Linked DNA regions of Mus musculus: region 2 is linked to region 1. The links are chromatin contacts, called in public HiChIP or PLAC-seq maps. All regions are on one chromosome and are shown on one strand. The core of a region is the stretch at or near the end of the contact, and the rest is flanking DNA. Distances in the headings are between cores, read along the strand shown.

Region 1 (4,787 bases), core at 1,679-4,178:
CTTTGTTGTTGCATTCTTTATTCTGTGTCTCTGTCGTACCCTACAGAATTGAGTTGTTACTGTGAAATGACTTTAAAAAAAAGAGGAAAACAGAACCCTATGGGTACTTTTCTTTTCTAAACAGGAACAATTTCATCACATAGATTTCATCATAATCATCAGGATAAAATAATGTGTAAAAAGTACTAAGACCAGGCATTAAACTGGAGAAAGACAACAGACACGGTACTGAGACCTTATGGGAGAGAAGCCCTGTGTCCAGCATTCAGAGATAAACAACCTCAAACAGAAACAGTACCATGGAAAGAGATTATACCAGGAGGGAGAGGAATCCAAACACTTCAAAGTTTTCTTGAGGAAATTATGATGTGTCTTTTCTCACTAATGGAAGAAGCAGATCTTCTAACTTAAAGTGCCTATTATATATAAAAACAGAGACAGGAAAATATAATAAAAGAAGTCAAAGCTTAAAGGAATTGAAATTGTGCTGTTTGGATTAAACACAATGAATCAACAGTAACTCGGCCTTCGCATGGAATATGGTATATATAGCAGAGGAATTAAGCTTTGGAGATGAAAATTAATTTCCAATTACTGATGTGTAAAAATTCCAGGAGACAAAAGAAACTTACGTGAAAGCTAACAACCGGAAGGGCCATAGCAAACAAATGGACAGTGTAGTTAAGGGACTCTAAGAACCCATTTCCAAGAGTTTTCACTGATCTGTACCTTTTTAACTGTGACATTTAATAAGAAAACACGAAACAATGCAACCTAACTTTATATGTTCCATGACTGAAAACTAACAGACTATCTAGAGTAACTTAATTGTGTAATAATATATGTGTAGGCTTATATTGTAACACTTCTTTTAAGAAGAGAAAACACTGAGGCATATTAAAAAAAAGTCCTTCAGTTTTAAAGAAAAGAAAAAAACAGAGAAAAGTCATTACAATATGACAATTAGCATGAACTCAAGCTATACCTTCGGTTCCAGGAAGGTAATTAAATTACTGTTTCATGTAAAGTCCCTCTGCCCCCATGTCTAGTAAATTCACTACATAACTGAGAAGTAATTCAATTTATACTGACATCTTTATAGAGCAATTAAGTCATTGTTTGACCTACATAAGCCAAGGAGAATGCTGCCTTGTCAGAGCTAGCATTTACACTGCAGGGAATTTAATCAAAATATCCCGAATTAGCCATGGTCGACAGGAGTCTATTCTCTGGTCTTTCTGATTGTTGATTGCCAGGCTACTGATTTGCTTCCTTTAGCATATACTAGTGAAGTCTAAACATGATGCTGTTGTTTAATTTACAAGAAAGTTAAAATCAAACCTATGTACTTTATTGGCAAAACTCAATTGCCCCAAAAGATCCGAAGATATTATGATTTTGACACTTGTGAAGCTTTAGAAGGTGTGATTGCAGTGGGACACATTTTCAGATCAAAGGCTTAGTATACACTTCACTTTTCAAGATGAAGCCATTGTCCTCAAAGCTCCTTGTTCTGTAGACTTGTCACTCTATGCGCCATCAATCATGATGGTGATTATGACACTGCTCTTTGCTTTTGGAGGCAGGTAGCTGGACCATTAAGGAGCCTGGATAGAGGATATGGAGAAGAGTGTGAAATGTAGGCTGCCTGGGGGGTCGGGGGGGGGGGAGAAGAATGGGAGGGCCCCAAGCTGATGCACTCACTGACAAATTGTGCAACTTGTCTGGACAAAAGAAAGAATGGAACTAAGTAGTTTTACTCAGTGGCCTCAGTTCCAACCAGGACATTTTGCTCAGAACTAAGACTCCGTGTGTGTGTTTGTGTGTGTGTATGTGTGTTTGTGAGTGAGTGTGTATGCTATTTCCACCTCTCTGATATTCTTGTAGTATTGAGTACAGTCTGTTGTCCAGGTATTTCTTAAAGAATTTAGATATAGCATTATTCTGTTAAAGCTTTTTGCAAAAATTAAACATTAGAAGATGAGCTATGGTTTATGAACCCATTGTAAGTTTTGTTTGTACACTACAATATTTTTCTTTTGTCATTTTTACTTACATGTCATATCTTTGGCTAAATATTAGGGTCCACAATCTACATGACTCATTTAAATGGATTAGAAGAATCCCCTATCTTTCACCCCCTCTGTGTGTGTGTGTGTGTGTGTGTGTGAGAGAGAGAGAGAGAGAGAGAGAGAGAGAGACAGAGAGACAGAGAGACAGAGAGACAGAGAGAGACAGAGAGACAGAGAGACAGAGAGACAGAGACAGAGAGAAATAGAGACAGACAGAAAAACAGACAGAAACATAGACAGACACACAGACATCAGACTGTGTATGATATAAAGAACCTATAATGATTTTTAATTCAGTGGTTGAAGTCCTTTGTCTTCTACATAAATACTTCTCAGCACTAGATATAAATTCAAACAAAGAAACTAAAATGAATGCATCATTATATATGCAGTTTAATATTACAGATGACACACTCACTGGATTTTTATTGAATCTAAAGAAAAGAATCTCATCATGTCTACATTTTTTAATGTACCCCCTCTGTAAAACAAGTGTTTTACTATTTGACAAAATTCTAAGGACTGGACCTATACACTTTACAATATTTCCACATCGAATGTTGCAAAGACATGAATCTATGAAGCTCAAATAAATGTTTGGCCAATGTTATGCTTTCAATTTTAAAATAGGTTTGATTTGGAGAGGTTGATCTGGCCAATAAAACACAAATTTCCACAAGCCTTCTGTGCTGAGTTTCTTTTCTTAACAGAGCCTGAAGTGGGCAGACTTCATGGCTCATAGCAGCATGCATGCAGTCAACACAAGAGCCTGAAAAATCGTCCAAAGCAGCCCTCATGTATTATTAAAGCCAGCCCAGCTTCCTGCACTGCTGAACAATGCTGAGTGTCCTCTACCAACAAATTCAATCCGCAGGCTGTCTGAATGTTCGCCAAGGCTCTGCATTGCCTGCACATGGCAGATATAATTGGTAAAATGAATGAAGAATTTCCTATTCTTACTAGGCAGTAGTCCAGATAGGAGATAAGAATAACTTCAATAGCTGAGCTAGCATGTGAAAAGGGCTCTGCTTTTCATATAACACTTATTGTGAAGATGCAAATTTCCCCTCAACCAGCAAGGCTCTCTGTGGCTGTTCACACACATTCCTTTAACTGTTAAGAGTTTGTGTCTTCAGTGGCTTATTTTTTGAGTTTTTTTTTCAAATTCCATTTGAGATAGTCTAATAACCTCTTGGAATTTTCCAATCATATAGATGGACAAATATTTACAAAATATCATTAGTGCTATATTATTTACACACGCAAAATGATATATAAAAAAACTTAGATTCAGTGCTCACTGGAATGATGCCCAGCTTAATGAAAGTTAATACAGTTATTGCCTTGAAATGTTTTAAGTGTGGAATGTTCCCTCTAAAGGATGTGTAAAATTTTATAAATCATCTCTGGCTAAGAGGTATGTAATTTTTTTTTTTAGAACTTCAAACGTGAGAAATTGTATGAAAATTACTCCTCTTCTCTTTCAACCTCTTGTGTCTCCTACCAAATTAATAATTCCTTCTTTAAATATTATTACATGTTAGCCATAATGATACATCAAACACACACACACACACACACACACACACATACACACACGTGAGTCTATTTCGTGTCACTGTTAGGTACATGTGTTCAGGATTCCCACTTGGAATAGATAAGGCAACCTCTGGGCCAACTCATCCCTACAGGAAGCTGTTGGTCTTTTCTCAGAAACCATTAATTTATACATGATTAATTGATGAGTGTAGCACTTAATACTCTTCCAAAGTCTTCCTTTTGCCAAAGGTGGAGACTATTCCAGAGATACAAAACTGGTCAGAATAAGTGACTGTGGAGTGGCCAACACCAAGTGACACATTTCCAAAAACAAGTTTGACATCTAGGCCTGACAAGAACCCAAGGAGTTGAAGGAGTTTGCAGCCCAGTAGGAGGAACTTCAAACGTGAACAAAACAGTACCCCCAGAACTCCCTGGGACTAAACAACCTACCAAAGAAAACACATGGTGGAACTCATGGCTGCAGCTCCATATGTAGCAGAGGATGGTCTAGTTGGTCATCAATAAGGTATGAAGGCTCTATTCCCAAGTACAGGAGAATGCCAGGGCCAGGAAGCAGGAGTGGGTGGGTTGATGAGCAGGGAGAGGAGGGAAGCAATGGGGGGTGTTTCGGAGGGGAAACTAGGAAAGGGGATAACATTTGAAATGTAAATAAAATTATGTAATAATAATAATAAAAGAAGCATAAAGTTTATAACAGCCAGATACTCTGGATGTTTGCTGCCAGAGATTGTCTGCTGGGTAAGGTATGCAGCCATTTTAGAAAGAATTTTACTGATGTGGTCATATACATCCAGGTGTAATCTTGGTTTAATATATATTGTGTTATATATGCCACTGCATGTGACACAGTCTAAAATAATCACCCCCTGTCCTGCACGTGACTTTCTGTCCAAAGTGTGCTAGGATATGAGTTTCCTTCTAGAATTGGCCAATTCAGTCAGACAGAATGATCACTGGCTATGATACATGATTACAATATCTTTGCATACCCAGAATACCAAAGTTAAAACCTGACAGTGTTTAATCATGCCCACATAGATTATCCACGTAATTGAAAATAAAATAACGGTCACACGAATGTCGCTCACACGAGCTGTCAGAAAAGGCCTATATTCTCTTTACTCAATGATATGTTTTACTTATAACTTTAAA
Region 2 (4,787 bases), core at 1,095-3,594, 400 kb before region 1:
TGGATATTTTGAGTTAGGATCTTTTTGCATTTTCCATTTTCTTTGATTGTTGTGCCGATGTTCTCTATGGAATCTTCTGCACCTGAGATTCTCTCTTCCATCTCTTGTATTCTGTTGCTGATGCTCAAATCTATGGTTCCAGATTTCTTTCCTAGGGTTTCTATCTCTAGTGTTGCCTCGCTTTGAGTTTTCTTTATTGTGTCTACTTCCCTTTTTAGGTCTAGTATGGTTTTGTTCATTTCCATCACCTGTTTGTATGTTTTTTCCTCTTTTTCTGTAAGGACTTCTACCTGTTTGATTGTGTTTTCCTGTTTTTCTTTAAGGACTTGTAACTCTTTAGCAGTGTTCTCCTGTATTTCTTTAAGTGATTTATTAAAGTCCTTCTTGATGTCCTCTACCATCATCATGAGATATGCTTTTAAATCTAGGTCTAGGTTCTCAGGTGTGTTGGGGTTCCCTGGACTGGGCGAAGTGGGTGTGCTGGGTTCTGGTGATGGTGAGTGGTCTTGGTTCCTGTTAGTAAGATTCCTCCGTTTACCTTTCGCCATCTGGTAATCTCTGGAGTTAGTAGTTATAGTTGACTCTGTTTAGAGATTGTTCTTCTGGTGATTCTGTTACCGTCTATCAGCAGACCTGGGAGACAGATTCTCTCCTCTGAGTTTCAGTGCTCAGAGCACTCTCTGCTGGCAAGCTCTCTTACAGGGAAGGTGCGCAGATATCTTGTATTTGGACCTCCTCCTGGCCGAAGAAGAAGGCCCAAAACAGGACCTTTCTCAGACACTGTGTTGCTTTGGCAGTTCCCAGGTGGTACAGACTCTCACCTAAGCAGACTAAATTCCTAAGTTCCTTGGAGTCCCGGGACCAAGATGGCGACCGCTGCTGCTGTGGCTTAGGCCGCCTCCCCAGCCGGGTGGGCACCTGTCCTCCGGTCCGGAAGGTGGCCGGCTGTCCCCAGCCCACACAGGGTGCTGCCTCAGCGCCTCTGTGCTTCTGCCTGTTCCAGAAGCTGTCAGGTTCTCTGGCGCACCCTCTCACCTGTTCAGACTAATTTCCTAAGTTCGGCGGGTCCCGGACCAAGATTGTGACCGCTGCTGCTGTGGCTTAGGTCGCCTCCCCAGCCGGGCGGGCACCTGTCCTCCGGTCCGGAAGGTGGCCGGCTGTCCCCGGCCCACACAGGGTGCTGCCTCAGCCCCTCTGTGCTTCTGCCTGTTCCAGAGGCTGTCAGGTTCTCTGGCGCACCCTCTCACCTGTTCAGACTAATTTCCTAAGTTCGGCGGGTCCCGGACCAAGATGGCGACCGCTGCTGCTGTGGCTTAGGCCGCCTCCCCAGCTGGGTGGGCACCTGTCCTCCGGTCCGGAAGGTGGCCGGCTGTCCCCGGCCCACACAGGGTGCTGCCTCAGCGCCTCTGTGCTTCTGCCTGTTCCAGAAGCTGTCAGGTTCTCTGGCGCACCCTCTCACCTGTTCAGACTAATTTCCTAAGTTCGGCGGGTCCCGGACCAAGATGGCGACCGCTGCTGCTGTGGCTTAGGCCGCCTCCCCAGCTGGGTGGGCACCTGTCCTCCGGTCCGGAAGGTGGCCGGCTGTCCCCGGCCCACACAGGGTGCTGCCTCAGCCCCTCTGTGCTTCTGCCTGTTCCAGAGGCTGTCAGGTTCTCTGGCGCACCCTCTCACCTGTTCAGACTAATTTCCTAAGTTCGGCAGGTCCCGGACCAAGATGGCGACCGCTCTAAATAAGTAAATTAAAAGTACATTGTGCAAAACTTTCAAAGAACTACTGAAAAGAAAAAACAAAACAAAACTAAGCCAATGTGTTTATGAATTTGCGCTTACATATTAAAATCTTAAAGGCCTGGAAGTGCTTCCTGTGAATGTAAAAGTAGTACTTATTAGAGTTGACTGGAGGCATATGCGAAACAAGGGGGATATGGAGGGGATGTGAAAATGAATTCAGCATGCTGCATCTTTCACTGAATAACACGGCTATTCTCACACTTACTAAGTTATGTGTATGTCTTTGAAATTTCTGTATGTACATTTCAGCTGAAGAGGACAGAAACCCACTCTTCTGGGACTTTGAATCAAACGAAAAGAGAATAGAAAGATCTCTCTTGTCGTGAGAACGTTCTCAAATGTCTTGGATATTTAAAATAGAGATGTGACTATTCAAAAGCGCCCGCCCGACTCTTCGTTTTTGACACAAGAAGAATGTGTTGCAGCTCACCGGTTGTGGAGACTGGTTTTCTTAGTGGGAATGTGAGCAGGAGCGCCAGTCATGCCTTGTCTCTTTGTTCCTTTTACCATGGTAATGAGCTCTTGGGAGGCACTCGAAGCTTACAGTAGATTACACTTGAAGGAATATTATTCAAGAAGATGTAAGGCAGGAGGGCTATTTAAAAGGGAGTGCTCGCATGCCCAGGAAGCCTGCAATCATTCTCAGCAGATAGCTGATTATTTTGGCTAGAATGTCTGACAGCCACATTTTTACCAAAGTTGCGCGGTAAAGATAGACTTCAAGCCTGACAAAGAACAGCGAGTGGTAGAGAAACAGTTAACTTTAGAGCTTTTATGATTACTTTAATATTGCCAGGAAGCACATGAAAGCCTCCGTGAGCTCACTAGATATTCTGACAAGAAAAGTCATGCTTTCATTGATGGAAATTACAAGTCTTTCATCGGGGGGCGGGGGGTGGGGAGGAAGGTGAGTGCACAAGGCAAGATAATACAATTGATTTTCATTTCAAATGCGCTGGGACTCTGTATCATTTTCCTGGTTACAAAGATATGTGGTCATGATTGTAATGAGCCAGCAGAGTACACAATACTAGTAGAAGAAAATGTGAATAATCTGGCCACAAGTAGGTCCCTTGGTGAGTGCTAAACTCTACAGAAACTGTCTCTAGGGTGATACAACCCTGTCACTGCTGTGACACTGGCTTTGTTTTTATGTTTCGTAAATTTCCCACAGGGAAATTTAAATCTTAGGACTTAATGATGCTTTTAATAAGTAATTATTTACAAAGCATGTTTCATGCTTGTATCACGGGATAGTGAGCTTGGCCTAAAACAGAGAGAAAGTAAAGGCCAATTTCAAAGTAGGTGACAGTAGACAACATACCCAGCTACATGTATTGTAGTCACTTTCCATTAAACATGAGGAATAAGCTATGGATGTAAGTCAGGGTTCTAATCTCAAATCCTGGGACCTGTATCCATCGCTGTCAATCAGCAATCCTTTATGGCTTGTATTCACTTGTTTTCATCATGCATTGTATGTCTTTATTCTCTAAATCTTCCCTTCAGGATCTGTACATGCTTTCTCGCTAGTCATTTTTTTAAAAGGTTATCTGCTATTTAAATGAATGATTTAAATCAATGAGTTCCTATGAGTCTTAAATGAAGATCAACCTTTCAGGTGTTGTATGTGTACGTACAGACTTGTATATGTGAAGGCACACACATTTGTGAGTGTGTGCATGGAGGGCAGGGGTCTAATCTGAATGCCTCCCCCTCTCTCTGCCTTATATTTAGACACCACACCGCTTCACTAAAGCAAGAGCTCATAAGTTTGGTGACACAGGTGGGTAAGTGAACCCTGGAGCTCTCCTTGCCTTTTCGTTACGACTGTGGTGTTAGAGACTCGCGTGTTTCACCAGCCACTGTCTCATAGCTTAACCTACCCAGTAGATCTGCAGAACTTTCAGTTAGGTTAACCCTGTCCTTAAGTTTCCTCAGTAGGTTTCTACTTTAATCAATGTATTTGCCATGTACAAAAGGTTGAGGTCATGTTTTAAAGTGCACTAATTCATATTTCATACTTTTTAAAATCACAGTTTATGCTTTAATTTTTGTGTTTCTATATAGTAATTATGAATATCTCTGGCATTTCCCCCTTTATTTCTGTGGCTCACATAGGCAATACTATTTGGGCCAGAAGAGATGCCTTGGTAGTTAAGAGGGATTACTTCTCTGGTAGAAGATCTTTGAATTTGGTTCCCTACCCACATCAGGCAGTTCACAACCACCTATAACACTGGTCCCAAGGGAATTAGAAGCTTCTGGCCTTTATGGGCACTTGAACTCATGTGTATACCCCTCACATACATAACTAATAATTTTAGTTATTATTATTTTTAAATAGACAATATTATAGCTCCAGCATATCCCACTAACCTCAGATGATCTCATTGCTTATTATTTATCCATGAACTTATACTATCTTATGGCCAATTCTTTTCAATATTTCTTATATAGGTCTTTAGACAAATTAATATGATGTAACATACATGTTTAAGTGTAATAAAATTGGCCTGAATCTGCCTGGTGTATTACTACTACATGCCTTTGTTAATGCAGTAATTATTTATGGATTACTACCTGGCATCATGAATTTGAATGGTGAGAGGAGAAAGGGTACTGGAAGTCAAATGTCTATTAAACAATTCGATTATTTCACAAACTATTGAAAACTGTGAATATAAGAATCTGGTCTCTTGCTATAGTCATTATCCCACGATGGCTTTGGGCCAGGTAGCCAATAAGTCTGCACGAGGACTCTGAATAAGGAGTATAATCCACAGGCTCACGTGTTTCAAGGAAAGGGGATACAATACGTTTTCAGGCAAATTTAAAACTATTAGTGTTATATACTTAACATTTGCTCTTTAATTAAAAGCAAACTAAGAGAAATGAATGCTATTAAAATATGTTAGGTTATTAAAACACGATTCTCATTATTTGCTTAGCTTTGATTTCATGGTTAGACTTACCATAGTATCTGCATGAATTCA

What was found. HiChIP or PLAC-seq counts read pairs in DNA pulled down with a chosen protein or histone mark.
Region 2: a contact with region 1 is called in an H3K4me3 HiChIP or PLAC-seq map of embryonic basal ganglia, with 6 times the contacts expected there. The contact joins two enhancer-like sites. A contact is called at or near these places in 15 of 484 Hi-C or Micro-C datasets (the AML12 cell line, cerebellar granule neurons, cerebellum and 11 more) and 1 of 115 datasets of contacts at active chromatin or transcription factors (embryonic basal ganglia).

What each region holds. Positions count from the first base shown.
Region 1 is chr16:72,220,437-72,225,223 of GRCm38.p6, reverse strand. It overlaps a transcript of Robo1 not described here. Among named protein-coding and RNA genes, the nearest start is that of 8030451O07Rik, 11 kb to the left of the region's middle. Within about 2 kb of position 2,928, at least 26 of the 459 cell types and tissues checked have an H3K27ac peak or open chromatin away from gene starts, as enhancers often do. A contact at or near this core is called in embryonic basal ganglia, where this site is marked.
Region 2 is chr16:72,620,603-72,625,389 of GRCm38.p6, reverse strand. It overlaps a transcript of Robo1 not described here. Among named protein-coding and RNA genes, the nearest start is that of Gm29908, 40 kb to the left of the region's middle. Within about 2 kb of position 2,344, at least 6 of the 459 cell types and tissues checked have an H3K27ac peak or open chromatin away from gene starts, as enhancers often do. A contact at or near this core is called in embryonic basal ganglia, where this site is marked.